Regions from separate parts of the Sus scrofa genome. Here region 2 is linked to region 1. A link is a contact called in public promoter capture Hi-C data. All regions are on one chromosome and are shown on one strand. Each heading gives the region's core, a stretch centred on a gene start, on an enhancer-like site or on the middle of the called end of the contact. The rest is flanking DNA. Distances are from core to core; before and after follow the strand shown.

The links. Promoter capture Hi-C pulls out the DNA fragments that hold promoters and counts their contacts.
Region 2: a contact with region 1 is called in a promoter capture Hi-C map of liver, with 4 times the contacts expected there. The contact joins the promoter of SCAF1 here to the promoter of GYS1 in region 1. A contact is called at or near these places in 1 of 5 promoter capture datasets (liver) and 1 of 2 datasets of contacts at active chromatin or transcription factors (alveolar macrophages).

What each region holds. Positions count from the first base shown.
Region 1 is chr6:54,246,573-54,253,436 of Sscrofa11.1, forward strand. It overlaps GYS1 (glycogen synthase 1), which reads right to left and starts at 3,639. Exons shown (of 16, transcript NM_001195508.1): 1 at 3,376-3,639; 2 at 1,729-1,910. The coding sequence starts at 3,493. It overlaps RUVBL2 (RuvB like AAA ATPase 2), which reads left to right and starts at 3,932. Exons shown (of 15, transcript NM_001243867.1): 1 at 3,932-4,288. The coding sequence starts at 4,277.
Region 2 is chr6:54,683,524-54,690,411 of Sscrofa11.1, forward strand. It overlaps SCAF1 (splicing factor, arginine/serine-rich 19), which reads left to right and starts at 1,814. Exons shown (of 12, transcript XM_003127346.5): 1 at 1,814-2,245; 2 at 5,719-5,832; 3 at 6,112-6,169; 4 at 6,883-6,888. The coding sequence starts at 2,189. RRAS (ras-related protein R-Ras) reads right to left here and starts at 1,191. Exons shown (of 6, transcript XM_003355998.3): 1 at 1,001-1,191. The coding sequence starts at 1,153.

The DNA.
Region 1 (6,864 bases), core at 2,389-4,888:
TTTCTCCAAGCCGCCGCCTTGTTTCTGTGTTTGCCACCGTATTTCTCTCCCCACCCATCATGCTGCTTTCTCCCATTATCTTTCCTTTCTGCTGCTCACTCCTTCCATGGGATGCTACTTGTACTGTTCTTGCTCCCACACTCACTGCCTTGCTTCTGATCCTTTCACCATAGATTTGTCACCCGCTTCCTCTTTCCTCTGCCCACAGGCCCATCGTGTACTCTGCAGCTTCATTTCTTTTTTTTTTAGGGCCACACCTGTTGCATATGGAGGTTCCCAGGCTAGGGGTCAAATCGGAGCTGCAGCTGCCAGCCTATACCAGTCATAGCAACGCGGGATCCGAGCTGCATCCACGACCTACACCACAGCTCATGGCAACACTGGATCCTTAACCCACGGAGTGAGGCCAGGGATGGAACCCACATCCTCATGGATTATAGTCGGGTTCCTTACTGCTGAGCCACAACGGAAATTCCTGTGGCCTCATTCCTAACACTGGCCACCCACTTTCTCTGCCCTGGGGCTATGTTTTCCTACCCACTGCCTATTTCTAAGCCTTGTGGTCTCATTTCTGCCCCTGCCCCGTTTCTCGGATCTGTTGCTTTCCTCCCGAGACCATGGCCCAGGATCTGTGCCTGCTGCCACAGCACTATCCAGCGGACAAGCCATCCTATTCCTCCCCAATCTGGCTTTTCCCAGCTTTGGAAGCCTGACCCTGATGCCCCTCCCCCTCCCAGCTGTTGTCTGCCCTTTTGCTGGGGGGGCTATTCTTAGGCCCCCAGCACATGGACAGCAGCTGCCATGGGGGAGGGCCTGGACTGCCCCAGGGTTCCTTAGGGACACAGCCCTGCCTGATGGAACTCCAGACCGCACCCCCAACCAAAGGCTGTGAATGAATGAAGGCAGCGCGGCAGCTTTCCCTCGCAGACCCCACCCCGTGTGTACCTCCTTCCTGCTGCTTCATGGCCCTCTCACTGGGGGCCAGCCACTTCTCTGTCATCACTCTTGAATCCTCCTTGGGTGCCTGGGACTCTCCCCTCCTCTCTTGAATGCCTGATGTTGCCCAGCGGAAGCCCTGTCCCCTGGGTCTGCATGCCTACCTCTCCTCTCTCTCTCTTCCTCAACCGTCCATCTTTCTTGTCTCCTTCGAGATCCTTCTCTCTATAACATTGGGCCCCCTCCCTTCGGTATCTCTGTCGCTCTCCCTGCTGCTCTAACTACGGGGGCCACCATCACTTTTGGGGCCACTCAGCCTCTCCCCATCCAGCTCTCTGTCTGTCTGTCCCCCTCATTCTGCAAGCTTGGCTGTTTTTAGTAAAAAGGATGTTGATGATACTCCTGATGACAAATAGCTCACAGACAGGGCTAACTACATGCCGGGACCTGGGCGAAGACGTTACGAACTAATCCCCCCAAGAAACCTACAAGGTAGATGCCGTGAGCATGTGACTTAGCCAAGGTCAGGCGGCAAGAAGCGGAGAAGGTGAACTTGGACTTCAGGTTCCAGAACGCCTCTTCCGACCTCCGGCCTCACCCCTGGTTGTGTCTGGCTGTCCCTCTAGCTCTTTTTCTCTCTGGATCTGAGGAGCTTGGCCTCGTGGGACCATCTTTCAGTCTGTTTTGTTCCTGCTGTCTGTCTCTCCATTCATTAATATCGATCGTGAGTTTCGGTCCACCCCCTGCTCCTTCTGCTGCTCCCACCCTGTCCTTGGCCGGGCCATGTCCCACCTTGCAGCCCTTGCTGTTCATGGAATCCAGGGTCCTCTTCAGGGCCGGGGTCGGGGGCTCGAGCAGTTCCACCTGGGTCCTCACGCCCTGCTCCGTGTACGGTCCCACCAGGTAGTAGTTGTCGCCCCATTCATCCCCGGTCACCTTCGCCTTCGTCTGCAGCACCGTGTAGATGCCGCCCACTGTGGGCCCAAGTGTGTGAGGGCAGGCCTCAGCCAAGGCCCACAGGTCTGGGGTCTGGGGCAAGGCAGGGGGATGGGGGTGCTGTGCCTAGGAGCCCCAGACCCCTGGCTCAGAGGGAAGAGGGGACGGCGAGCCCCTCCTTTCGAGTCAGAGGAAGGAGGGGAAAGGGGGAGAGGGGGCTGCAGGGTGGTACTCCTGGGTCTGTGAGTGCGGGGGGCTAGGGTCAGGACTTGGAGGGAGGAGGGGAGTGGTCTCAGGCTAGACTTCTGAGTCTGAGAGAAGGGGCTGGGGGCCTGGGCTCCTAGGTGTCAAGGAATTAGGGGCTGGGGCCAAGGATGACAGAAGCTGGCAAAGAGGCCACACCCAGGTTTCCTGAGTTCCTGACTCACAGGAGCTGGGGTTAAATCCCCAGTGCAGCTCTAAGACACAGTAAGGGAGAAGCCCTCTTCTTGTAGGTTCCCACAATTGTCCGAAAGAAGCCAGAGTTATCATTCCTCACCCCCCACACACACCCCCGGAATTCTGCCAACCTGTCCCCACAGGAATGCAGGGCCCTGCCCCTCCCATGACTCCCATCCAGACCCAGGAGGCTGGGGCTCCAGCTTCCTTACCTCCTGGAGCCTGGGCCCTGGAGATCCATGGCTCCGTGTTCACAGCCCCCCCGCCCCCCGCCCCATCTCTCCCAAGACTCAGCAAAGCAAAATCTCAGCTCCCTTCCTTCTGTGGAGCCAGACTGCCTAGCTCCTGGGAGTCCGGCCCCAGCCTTCGGCAAACCCAGAAGCTCTGGCCCTTTGGAGCCTGGGACCCAGAAATCCTGGCCCCCAGCCACTCCCATTCCAGGGCCCAGCCCCTGACCAACTTAGGACTTCCCAGCCTCCCGCTATTCCAGTGCGCATGTGTCTGAGGCCACGGGCTCCGCTACTCTCAGGAACCCAGAGCTCAGGCGCTCAAAGCCCAGGCGTCCAGGCCCCAACTCTCTCTCACCCTAGAAGCCAAGAATTAGGGTCTCCAGCCTCCTCCCATCTTTACTCTCAGAAGACCAGTTCCCGCAGTTCTCCCACCATGCTTCATGCATCCTTTCTCCAAGTGGGCTCCTGCCCAAATCCGAAGTGTATCCTAAGGCCCTCCGTGCTAGGGCCACAGTTCTGAAGTGACAACCTTCCCCGCCCCCAGCTCCTTCCTTATAGCGGACCCACGTCTCTGGTCTTTTTCATTTTAGCCCCCTCTCCCTAGGACCCAGGACCTGGGTTTCCAACCTCCTTTCACCTCAGTCAGGCGGCTCACGCCTCCCTCCAGGGCCCAGGAAACAAATTCCGGCCCTCCCCAAGGACACAGGAGTCATAGGCTCCTTGCCCAGGACCCAAGAGTCATGTCCTGCAGCCTCACCCTCCTGTTACTCAAGAGTTCCGGGCCCCCATCCCCGACTGCCCTTCTTGTCCCAGCCCTTCTGCTCGGCGTGCTCACCCTTGTTGGCCACCTCCCAGGCCACCTCGAAGAGCACTGTGTTCTCCAGGTCGAATTCATCCTCCCAATCTTCCAGTCCTGGCAATGAGGACATGGACAAAGTGCGGTTTAGAGGCATGGCCGACGCGAGAGGAGGGCTCCGGGGAGCCGCAGGTGGGGGCCCAGGATTTGTCTGAGGAATGCCCTGGGCAGGGCGCTGGGCCAGGTAGCTGCTGCCCGACAGGAAGCTTGCACCGCCCTCGGCTTCCTATTGCACGACCGCACCCCCGCCCGAAGCGCTAGAACCAGTGCTGCAGGCGGCCGCAGCGTCACTGAGCCTAGGGGGGCTCCCGCAGTGAAATCTTGCGGCTGCCAGGAGGCGGTGCCCGCCCCCGGGCCAGTGTCATTGGTCAGCGTCCGGGGGCGGGGCTCTGGAGTCCCCTCATTGGTGGACAGTGTAGGGTTCGCTCATCCCCGCCACCTCCTTGGCTGGCGGGAAGAGCTGGGGGGGCGGGGTTTACCGCTGCTTCCGCTGATTGGTCTTCAGCTCTGTCAATACGAAGCTTGAAGCCCCAAAGTGGGCGGGGGAGGGAAGACGGTGGCTAAGGAGGAAAGGAAGCGTGGGGGACGTGTGGTTCCCCAAAGAAGTGTTAAGAATTTTGCAATAGGCCTTAGCAAAGAGGCCTGGGTAAAAGGAGGAGGAGCCAGGAGGCGTGGGGAACGGACCCCGAAGCTCCGGGAACGCATCTTCCAGCGAGTAGGCGGGGCCTTAAAAGTGACGCCGCGCCCCACCAGGAGAGGTTTGCATATTTATAAAGAACCACCGAGATTTCTTGGAGGACTTGGGAGACTAGAGGGGTCAGAACGCCTCGTTCCTAGCACGTTTCCGTTTCCGCTAGGATATTGGCGGTTGGTGAGCATCATGACAACCGTGGTGAGTGTTGGCGTGCGGAGGGCTGAGGCGTTTCAAGGAGCAGGGGGCTGGACCTGGATTCTTGGATCTTAGCGGGGATGGGGGAGCTGGGCGCCTGGACTCCTCGTCTGAGGAAGGAGGGAGCTAGGGGCCCGGGCTTCTAGATCTGAGGGAGAGAAAAAGGGGCTAGGATCTCAGGGACTCCTAGGTTCAAGTGAATATTTACGGTCTCATGTAAATGATAGGAACGCCACCTTCCAAGTCTCTGGGCGCAGTCAGTGACAGTTGTGCCGTCTTAAAGACTGACGAGGGTTGTAGTGTCTTGGGCTCTAAGCCATCCAGTCTTGGGTTGTTGATGACGTGAATGAAACGGCAGCGGGGACCCGTCCTGTGTGCTTCAGATCGTGGAGTTGCTTCCTGAGTCTTGAGCCAAAATGTTGAGAACACAGAGGGTGTTAACAGACAGGGGGAAGAACGCGGGGCATCTTGGGATCTTGTCGTGGGATTGTTCTGACCATTTTCGTATTTCAAGCGCTTTACCGGGGTAAGCTCAGTGTGGTGATCAGGAAGTTATCACTTGAATGAATGCACGTGAACGCCGTAGAGGAAAGACCAGTTACACTAGACCAGGCACCAAGTACTTTCTCCAGAGACTTCTGAATGAAGAAGGGATGTGGCTTTACCTTGGGGGGTTGCACCTGGCTACATGGCTTCTAGATGCCTCCGTTCCTGTGGTGACCCCGGTCAAGATGGGGTGACAGTTACTGGTGTCTGAGGGGGTGAAATGTGAGTCCGTGGTCATGGCCAAGAGTATAGAAGAGGGAAGGGCAGTGAGACCCGGTTCCCACGGGTATGGATGAAGCAGTGGAAGCGTGAGGGGGATGGTAGGAGTTTTGTAATGACATGACCTCTGTTTCCATGAGGTCACCAGGTGGGGAGGAGGGAGGTGGGAGAGGCTTAGGGTGAAAGGAAAAGTTTTGAGGAAGGCAGGTCTGTTTATGGGGTTGCTAAGCGTTGGGAATTCCTAGATCAATGTCTTTTTTTTTTTTTTTTTTTTTTTTTTGTCTCAGAGTCTGATAGGCTGGGGAGGTGTGGATGGAGGTCTGTTCTCAGTCGTCTTGACAGTGGTTTGGGTGCAGTGACCGGCCTCCCATGCGGAAGAATAGGCGTGAGCTGCACAAACAGCAAGGGAGGACACTTGTGACCATGTGGTGGCCAGGAAGTCTGAACTCTTGGTTCCATAGAGAAGAGATGTTGTTTTGTTTTGTTCTGTTTTTTTTTTTTTTTTTTTTTTTTTTTTATCTTTTTAGGGCCCCACCCGCGGCATATGGAGGTTCCCAGGCTAGGGGTCAAATTGGAGCTGTAGCCACTGGCCTACACCACAGCCACAGCCACACAGGATCCGAGCCTTGTCGGCAACCTACACCACAGCTCATCGCACCACTGGATCCTTAACCCACTGAGCGAGGCCGGGAATGGAACTTGTGTCCTCATGGATGCTAGTCAGATTCGTTTCTGCTGAGCCACGATGGGAACTCCAAGAGGAGAGTTTCTTTGGGCTGGTGGAGGAAGAGAGACCTGGGGGAGGAAGAGGGTTGGGGGCGGCTGGCCAAGGAACTGGGTCAGTGTACTGGCTTCTTAGGCCTCCCTTTCTTTCTGTCTCTGGATTTATCTCTTCTGGACATTCCATATAAACGGACTCTTAAGCCCGTGACTTTTTTGGCTGCTTCATCAACTCAGCATGTTTTCAAAGTTGATCCATGTTCATGGATCAGAACTTCATCCCTTTTCATGGCTGGATAACTTTCTGTTGTATGGATAACCCCCTTTTGCTTATCCAGTCATCCATTGATAGTGTATTGGGTTGTTGCTACTGTTTGGTTATGAATGACACTGCCATGAACATTTGCGTGCATCTCCATTGGTTTGGTTTGGTTTGGTTTGGGTTTTGCCCCGCCCATGGTATTTAGAATTCCCAGGTGAAGGATCCCGAATCCAAGCCACAGCTGCGACCCCCACCATGGCTGTGGCAACGCTGGATCCTTAACCCACTGTGCCACAGTGGGAACTCCATGAAGTTCTGGAACTGTCCCAGGTGGAGTTTACTCATCGGTCTCCCTCACATGAGAAGCGACGATGGCTGACTTCTCTCCCTGGAGAGCTGGGGACACAGGCGGCCTCCGTATGTGCTTGTTGAATGAGCTCAACGCTTCAGGTCATCCTTCAGTCCAACCCCAAACACTGAGTCCCGCAGGGAACCAGTGAGATGTGGACTGCACCCTTTATGGGACTCCCATCTGTTAGAGCCCAGGACCTCGATCCAACAGTCTCCCTCAAGAATCTGAGACTCGGCAGGGAGAGCGGGTTCCCCAAAGAGGCCCTTCCTTCTTCTTTTTTTTTTTTTTTAAGGGCCGCACCCGCGGCATATGGAGGTTCCCAGGCTAGGGGTCCAATCAGAGCTGTAGCTGCCGGCCTACACCACAGCCACAGCCATGCCAGATCCGAGCTGCGTCTGTGACCTACGCCACAGCTCACGGCAACACCGGATGATTAACCCACTGAGGGAGGCCAGGGATCAAACCCACAACCTCATGGTT
Region 2 (6,888 bases), core at 564-3,063, 440 kb after region 1:
CAGTGCAGGGGCCTGGCCCTGGGGGGTTTAGGGGTGTGTCTGCAGAGTAAACCGGGAGAAGCTCAGGTGGGCGAACTGGGGGCTGGAGAGCATGGGGGAGGGTTGTCATAGAATATAAGTACATGTCTAGAGAGTCGTAGAGACCTGGAGATACATTTAAGAGGTCAGAGAAACTCCAAAGGAGCAGGTCTTTCTGGAGGTGTCAAGACTCTGGGGGCTTCTTCCATGGAAATGATCTGGGGGCTAACCAGAATTTCTGAGAGGGGCTCAGGAGATCAGAGTGGAGGAAAACTCACGACGGAGGAGTGGATGGTTTTCCTTGAGGAAGGGTAGGGGTCTGGATCTGGTGGGATGGGGGATCCCCAGAACTTGGAGTCTTAGTGGGAATGGCCAAGGGGCAGGATCTTTTTGCAGTCTCTTGGGTCTGAGGGGGTCTCCCTGAGGACAGGGGTGGGATGGAGTCCTAGATGGATCTCAGGGGCCAAGTCTGGGCATAATTTCTACTTTCTGGTGGAGGTCTCTGAAGGGGCTAAACAGCCAGGTTGGGGTAATGTCAAGGGCATTCTCCCAGTTACTGAGCGGCTCAGAGGGGAAGCTGAGGTCAGGGATTTGGGAGAGGTAGGGCTCAGGGTGCGAGGAGGTGGCCCCGAGCGGGGTGGGGGCCCATGAGAATGCTTAGGGTCTAAATGGGTTGACTCTTCTGGATTTAGGGTGCTCCCAGGAGGCATCCAGGGTCAGGTCAGCAGAGGAGCGGGGCTTTGGATACTTGGGGTAGGGGTGGTGGGTCTCAGGATACAAGGACAGGAGGAAGGTCCCTCATGTAGGGGGTGGAGGCCCTGAGGGGCTCAGGGTCACATCTGAGGGGACATTTTTAAGATTAGAAAGCCTCATAAGAGGGTCTCAGTGATGGATGGAGGGGAAGCCGGAGTCTTGGGGATCCCGCCAAGGGCTCAGGTCTGGGTGGGTCCCGGGGGCACCCCCCGGGGTGAAGGTCCACTACCTGGATGAACTGGATGGTCAGCGCGCTCTTGCCCACGCCGCCGCCGCCCACGACCACCAGCTTGTGTGTCTCGCTGGGTGGGGGGTCCCCGGGTCCCGGCCCCCCGCCCCGGGGCCGCCCCCGCCCTGTCCCGGACGCCGCCCCGCTGCTCATGTCGCTGCCGCTGCCGCCGCTACCGCCTGGGGCGGGGGGGGGGACCGGGCGGGGCCTAGGGGCGGACCACGTTAATAAGGGTACTGCATAAACATGAGCTCCAGCAAGAAGGGCTCCTTACTTGGGACACTTAGAGGCAGGCAAGACCTGGGAAAAGGAGGAGCTATGCTAATACGGATAGGAGTACGGCTGTCGCTGAGAAGGGGAATTCCGAATGGGGCGGGAACATGCTAATGAGAGAACTGTGCTCACCCCGAGCAGCGCCACGCGCTCTCGGCTGGCGGGCCGGGGGGGCGGAGCCATGCTAATAAGAGTTCTTATTCTCTTCGTAGACGGGTCCGGAAAATCGTTCGGGGTGGGACTATGTAAATGAGAAACCCTGTGTTGCAGCTAGCTTCTCAGGGTACCGTCCCCGAGGCCTTGTTCTAGTAGGCGGGGCTTGAGTCTTGCGCACGCGGCCGTATATAGGCGCGCTCTGAGGAAGGAGCGAGTCCTGAGGGGAAATTAACCTCTGTCCTGGGACCCAAGCCAAGCTCCCGACTCTGGCATCTGGGTTGGGTGATGGAGGCTCCGCCCGCTACGGGACCCAGGCTTCCGGTTCCCGCTGTCCCAGCCTAGCGGAAGACAGACTGGGAGGGGAGATGGGGCCCTGGAGGGGGGCCAGCGGGTAACCGGGAAGGGAGGGGCCGTGAGATCACTGCATTCCTAATTCATGAGCCAGCTCGCCCAAGCGGGGACGCCTGGGTTATGAAGGGTCTAGGGTCAGGATTTCCGAGTCTTGAAGGAGGAGAAAGCCCAGGACCCAGACCCCTGGGTCGCAAGGAGAGATTGTGACTGGAGGTTTGGACTCCTGGGTCCTGGAAGGAGGAGTTCTGGAGGTCCTTGCTTCTAGATTGCTGAGGGCCCGGACTCATCGGTCCGAGGGCTGAAGGAGCGGGGGGACCCAATATTCTGGATCCGAGGGAATTGGAATGGGGTACCCGAACCCCTGTGTTCGCGTAAGGCGTTTGAGACCAGGAATGGTCTGAGGGAGGCATGAAGGCCCGACTCCTGGATCTAAGAGGAAGGAGGGCTCGGACTTCTGAGGGAAATGTGAGTCCGGACCCCTCGGCTCTGAGAGGAATCGGATTTGGATTTTTCTGTTGTAAATGAGGAGGAAGCTGTAGGGCCGGGCTTCTTGGTTCTAAATTTAGAGAGAACTTGGGCATCAGGATTCTGGGATCCCCAGAATGTGGGCGGGGCAACTTCCAGCCAGTCCTGCTTCCCCCCCCCCCACGGCTCACTCCGCGGAACTACAACTCCCTTGCACCTGTCAGGCTGAGCGCTCTTTACGGCACTTCCTTTTCCGCTGCTCTTTCCGCGCGCGTGCAGGGCACTATGGGGCTTAATCGCGCGCTACCGCAACCCCGCCCACTTCACCCCTCATCCCCTCGCAGTCCCCGCGCGGCGGAGGCGACGCGCGGACTACGTCTCCCGGCGTACGTCGCGCGCACCCGGCCCATCTGCCCCGTTGACTGCTGGGAAACTGAGTCCGAAGCCTTCCCACCAGCCTTCACGGCACGGTGCTCGGTACTTGAAGTCCCGGCAAGCTCGGCGGCGTTTTAGCTCCTCCTTTCTCCTCCCTTTGCTCGCGAGCCCCGCCCCAGCCCGCCCCGCCCCGCGCCGGGGCCGGAGCCGCAGCCCGAGCGGCGGGGTAAGATGGCGGCGGCGGTCCGAGCGGCGGGGCTCGGGCCTATCGGGGTGGGCGGGGCGGAGTCGGGTCGCTACTTGTCCCGGGGTCCTCCCGACACGCCGCGGGGCCTGGAGGGCTTAGCGGGTCGGCCTTGGGCCCGGTAGCGGCGGCGGAGCCTGGCGCCGAGCGGGGGGCCTTCTCGAGGCCCCGGGACGGGTCTGGGGTGCCGGGGGGCATGGACCGGGCGTCTCCTAGAGGACTAGGGGCGTCCACAGGACCTGGACCGAGACTGAAGCCTGCCCTCCGTCATATAGCTGGCTTGGGTCATTTCTGTAGGCACTGTTGAATGTCTTTATAGGCTGACCCGAGGCTAGAGTCTGTTTGGAGGGTTCTGGGGCCATCTTGAGATCTTGAGATATGTCCCAGGGGTGAAGGAGGTCTGCAGGAGCTGGGGAGTATCTGCAGAGCCACCTATGGCTGGGGTATATCTCCTAGGGCTGAGCAGTGTGTACATGGGCTGACCTGAGAATGCGGCTCACCTACATGGGTCTAGGGCCATTTAGCCAGGCCATGGAAGAACAGTTCCAGCGCAAGGAAGTCTTTTATAGCCATTCAGAGGAGTGGGATGTACCCACTAAGGGAAGGAAGCAAATACTGAGATGTGCTGGGAGGCTTGGATGGGTCTCCAACTGTCTGGGGAGTGTCTAATCTGGGTGACAGGAGACTGGGGACAGTTAGAAGGACCTGGAACCATCTAGGTGGCTTTGAGTGTGACTGCAAGAGTGCAGGCTCTATGCCTGGAGCAAATTCGAATGCCTTTGGGGGCCAGATAATCGGCCAGGAGAGTAAGACAAAGGAACGTATTGGAAATTTTGCCCAGCTCAAATATACTTGCCCTTTAGAAAGTAATTCAAATGCAAAATGTTAAAAAATTCGGGGTGGCCTTGGGGCTTCAGAGAGAGTTAGTCCACCTTGGTCTGGGAAAGTCTAGAGGATCATCTAGACTTCGTCTCACGCCAGTGCTTTTGAAACGCTTTTGACCTTGATCCACAGTGAGAAATGCATTTGTACACTGAGACCCAACATACACCGTCCTATGTGTTAAACTAATACTCCAATCCTGTTAATTACTGTTTCCACTTACTTGGGATGTGTTGCGAAGCATCTTCTACTGTGTTCAATCTGCCTTTATAACAAGCTATTCGTGAAGCACTCAACTGCTATCAGACTGTAGTTTGGGAACCTGATCCAGAGGGACCTGGCAGGGTCTGCCGAGCCTTCTTGGGTCGAAGAGACACACCCTCTGCAAAGCATGGGGCTCGTCTAAATGCTCCAGGGGGGATCTTCCTACCCAGGAGGGTTTGGAGATCTGTGGGTCTGTACTCAGCACATCTTGATTAAGCTTCTGTGATGTGACAGACACAGTTCTCTGAAGCATGTGCTGCTTCCCACCCCCTACCCCCACCCCCACCCCAGAAGGCAGAGAGAGCAGCTCCAGGGCTGGGAACTGTCCAGAGGGCCTCTTCAGGGTGGGTTATGTCTGTGGCGGTTAGGGAAGGAGCTGCAGGCTCTTAGAGAGCTGGGCGGCTGCAGGGGAGAACTTTGCCATCAGCTTGCAAATCTGTGGTAGGAGGGAGGCCAGGACTGAGGTCTTTTTTTTTTCTTTGGTGGGGGCAGGTGTGCCCCCTAGGGGTGTGGGGAGCCAAGTGGGGAAAACCTGGGCACGAAAGCCTCATAGTAATAGTTACCCGGTCAGAGGTTAGCCCTGCTTTCATGTCACACAGCCTTTCTCGGAGTTAGCTGCTCCTATTGTGCCTGCTTCTAGATAAGCACCTCGAGCTGGGGGTTAGGGATTTTGAAGCTTGCTGGTGACTGTGGGACCAGATGATTGTTTTCAGAGGAGGAGAACTGACGGCTTCGGGGAAGCCTACAGCCCAAATAATTGCATTTCCTGAAGCCCCCATCAAGACCCCCATCAGTCTGAATGATCTTTCAGCTTCCCTGTCAGCCAAGAATTTCGGTGCCATCACAAAGCCTTCAGCCACGCTGAAGGCCACAGGAGGACACTCCCTTTGGCATCTGGTGGACAACAAACACTTCTGAAATCCGTGTTTTCGTTTTCAAAGCGGCACGCTGGTTTTGTAGATCAGCCTCCCGTAGCACCAGCATAGGTTCTGTGTTATCCAGACGTTTGGTTGGGGCCCCGCCATTGAAGAAAATCGATGCTTTAGCAAGTTGGAAGTTGCATGGTGTTTGAGGCGCCCCCAGCACACGGGCACACATCTCAGTTTGGGAAAGGTGGGTCTCTGAGCCTATGGGACGTGGTGTTTGAAATCACAGCTCAACAGAAAAAAAGTCTGGGCCTTGGGTTGGCTTCCATGAAGGCGGGCTCCCTTGTGCTCTTAAAATTTGTGGTGGGGAAGCTGTGGGAACTGGGGAGCAGGGTGTGGAGAGAGGCTGAGAAAGGAGTTCCCGTTGTGGCTCCATGGTAACAAACCTGACTAGTATCCTTGAGAATGCGGGTTTGATTCCTGGCTCCGCCCAGGGGGTCAGGGCTCCTGTGTGGCTGTGGCTGTGGCACAGGCCGGCAGCTATAGCTCCGATTGGACCCCTAGCCTGGGTACTTCATATGCTGCAGGTGAGGCCCTAAAAAGCCAAAAAAAAAAAAAAAAAAAGGCTGGGAAGGCCTCCTTTTGACCGAGGAGGCCACTGAAATTCAGACGTGGGAGGAGTTGCTCCAGTCACCCTGGTGTCCGTGCTGGGCCTGTCCCTTGTCCTGGGACTGGGATGACTGGAACGGAGGCCCCCGAGGGCTTCGTGTCCACTGTCTCCTGACGCTGCCCCGCCCTGCCCAGTGGCCTCGCCTCCACCCTCTCGCCCCGTCCACCTCCAGGTGACCATGGAGGAGGAAGATGAGTCTCGAGGGAAGACAGAGGAGTCAGGCGAGGATCGGGCTGACGGTCCGCCAGACAGAGACCCTGCACTTTCTCCTTCTGCGTTTATCTTGGTGAGGCTGCTGGACCCCTGGGGCCGCGGGCGGGAGGGGCCGGTTCCAGGGCCTTGACGCCTGGACCCTCAGCGGCAGTGGCGGCGGCGGCGGCAGCAGCAGTGGCGGTGGCAGTGGGGAGGGGTTGGGGGCCAGGACTCTTGGCCTGTCTGTAGAGTTGGAGTCCCGTTGCAGGGGTGTCCGGAACGGCTGTCTCCCAGCAGCAGAGCTTGTGACCTTTTGCATGCGTCCCCTGACTGCTCTTTCTTTCCACCCCCTTCACCCTCACCTTTCCTTCAGCGGGCCATTCAGCAGGCTGTGGGAAGTTCCCTGCAGGGGGATCTGCCAAATGATAAAGGTACGACGGGTTCCGGTTCCTCCTAGCACCCCCCCCCCCGCCCCCGGCCCTATCTCTGCATTCTTTTTCCTAATCTCATTCGTGGACGCTTTCCCGAGGCCTCCTGGGTGCACCACCCCAGCCCTGGCACAGGGAGCCCAAGATGGGTTGGACTCCGTGGCTGCCTCGGAGGCGCTCACAGTCTGATGGAGGGGAGACAGAGTCCCAGCACAGAGGTAGCCTAAGGCCCCGTGCGAGGGAAGGAGGCCCGGCTAGGCTAGTGTGGAGGGTGCTGGAGTCTGGGAAGGCTGCATCGAGGAGGTGACAGGCGACCTGTGTCTGAGTTGTCTGGAAAAGAGGAAAGCCGGCTGGGCAGGGTGGTGGCAGCGGGCGCACGAGAGTTGCCGGACTGCATTGGGGTTCTCTGGGGTCGGCACGTAGGGAGGCAGGATCACTCCGTGGGGACTGGGTCACAGCAAGGCTCCAGTGCCAGGCTGACTAGCCTGGACATCATCCTGAGGGCAGCTGGGAGGACACATGGGTGAGGGAGCTGGCGCCTCACAAGGGGGTTGGGGACGTCCTTCTGGGACTCAAGTTGGGAGACGGTTGGATGGAGGCGGGAGTAGGCAGGAGCTTGGTTCCCTGGTCGAGAGCTAGGCAGGCTTTCTCCTGTGCCCCTCGGGGTCTCTGCATCCAGCCCCCGTCTCCAATGCCACACGCACATCTCTCTCCAGATGGCT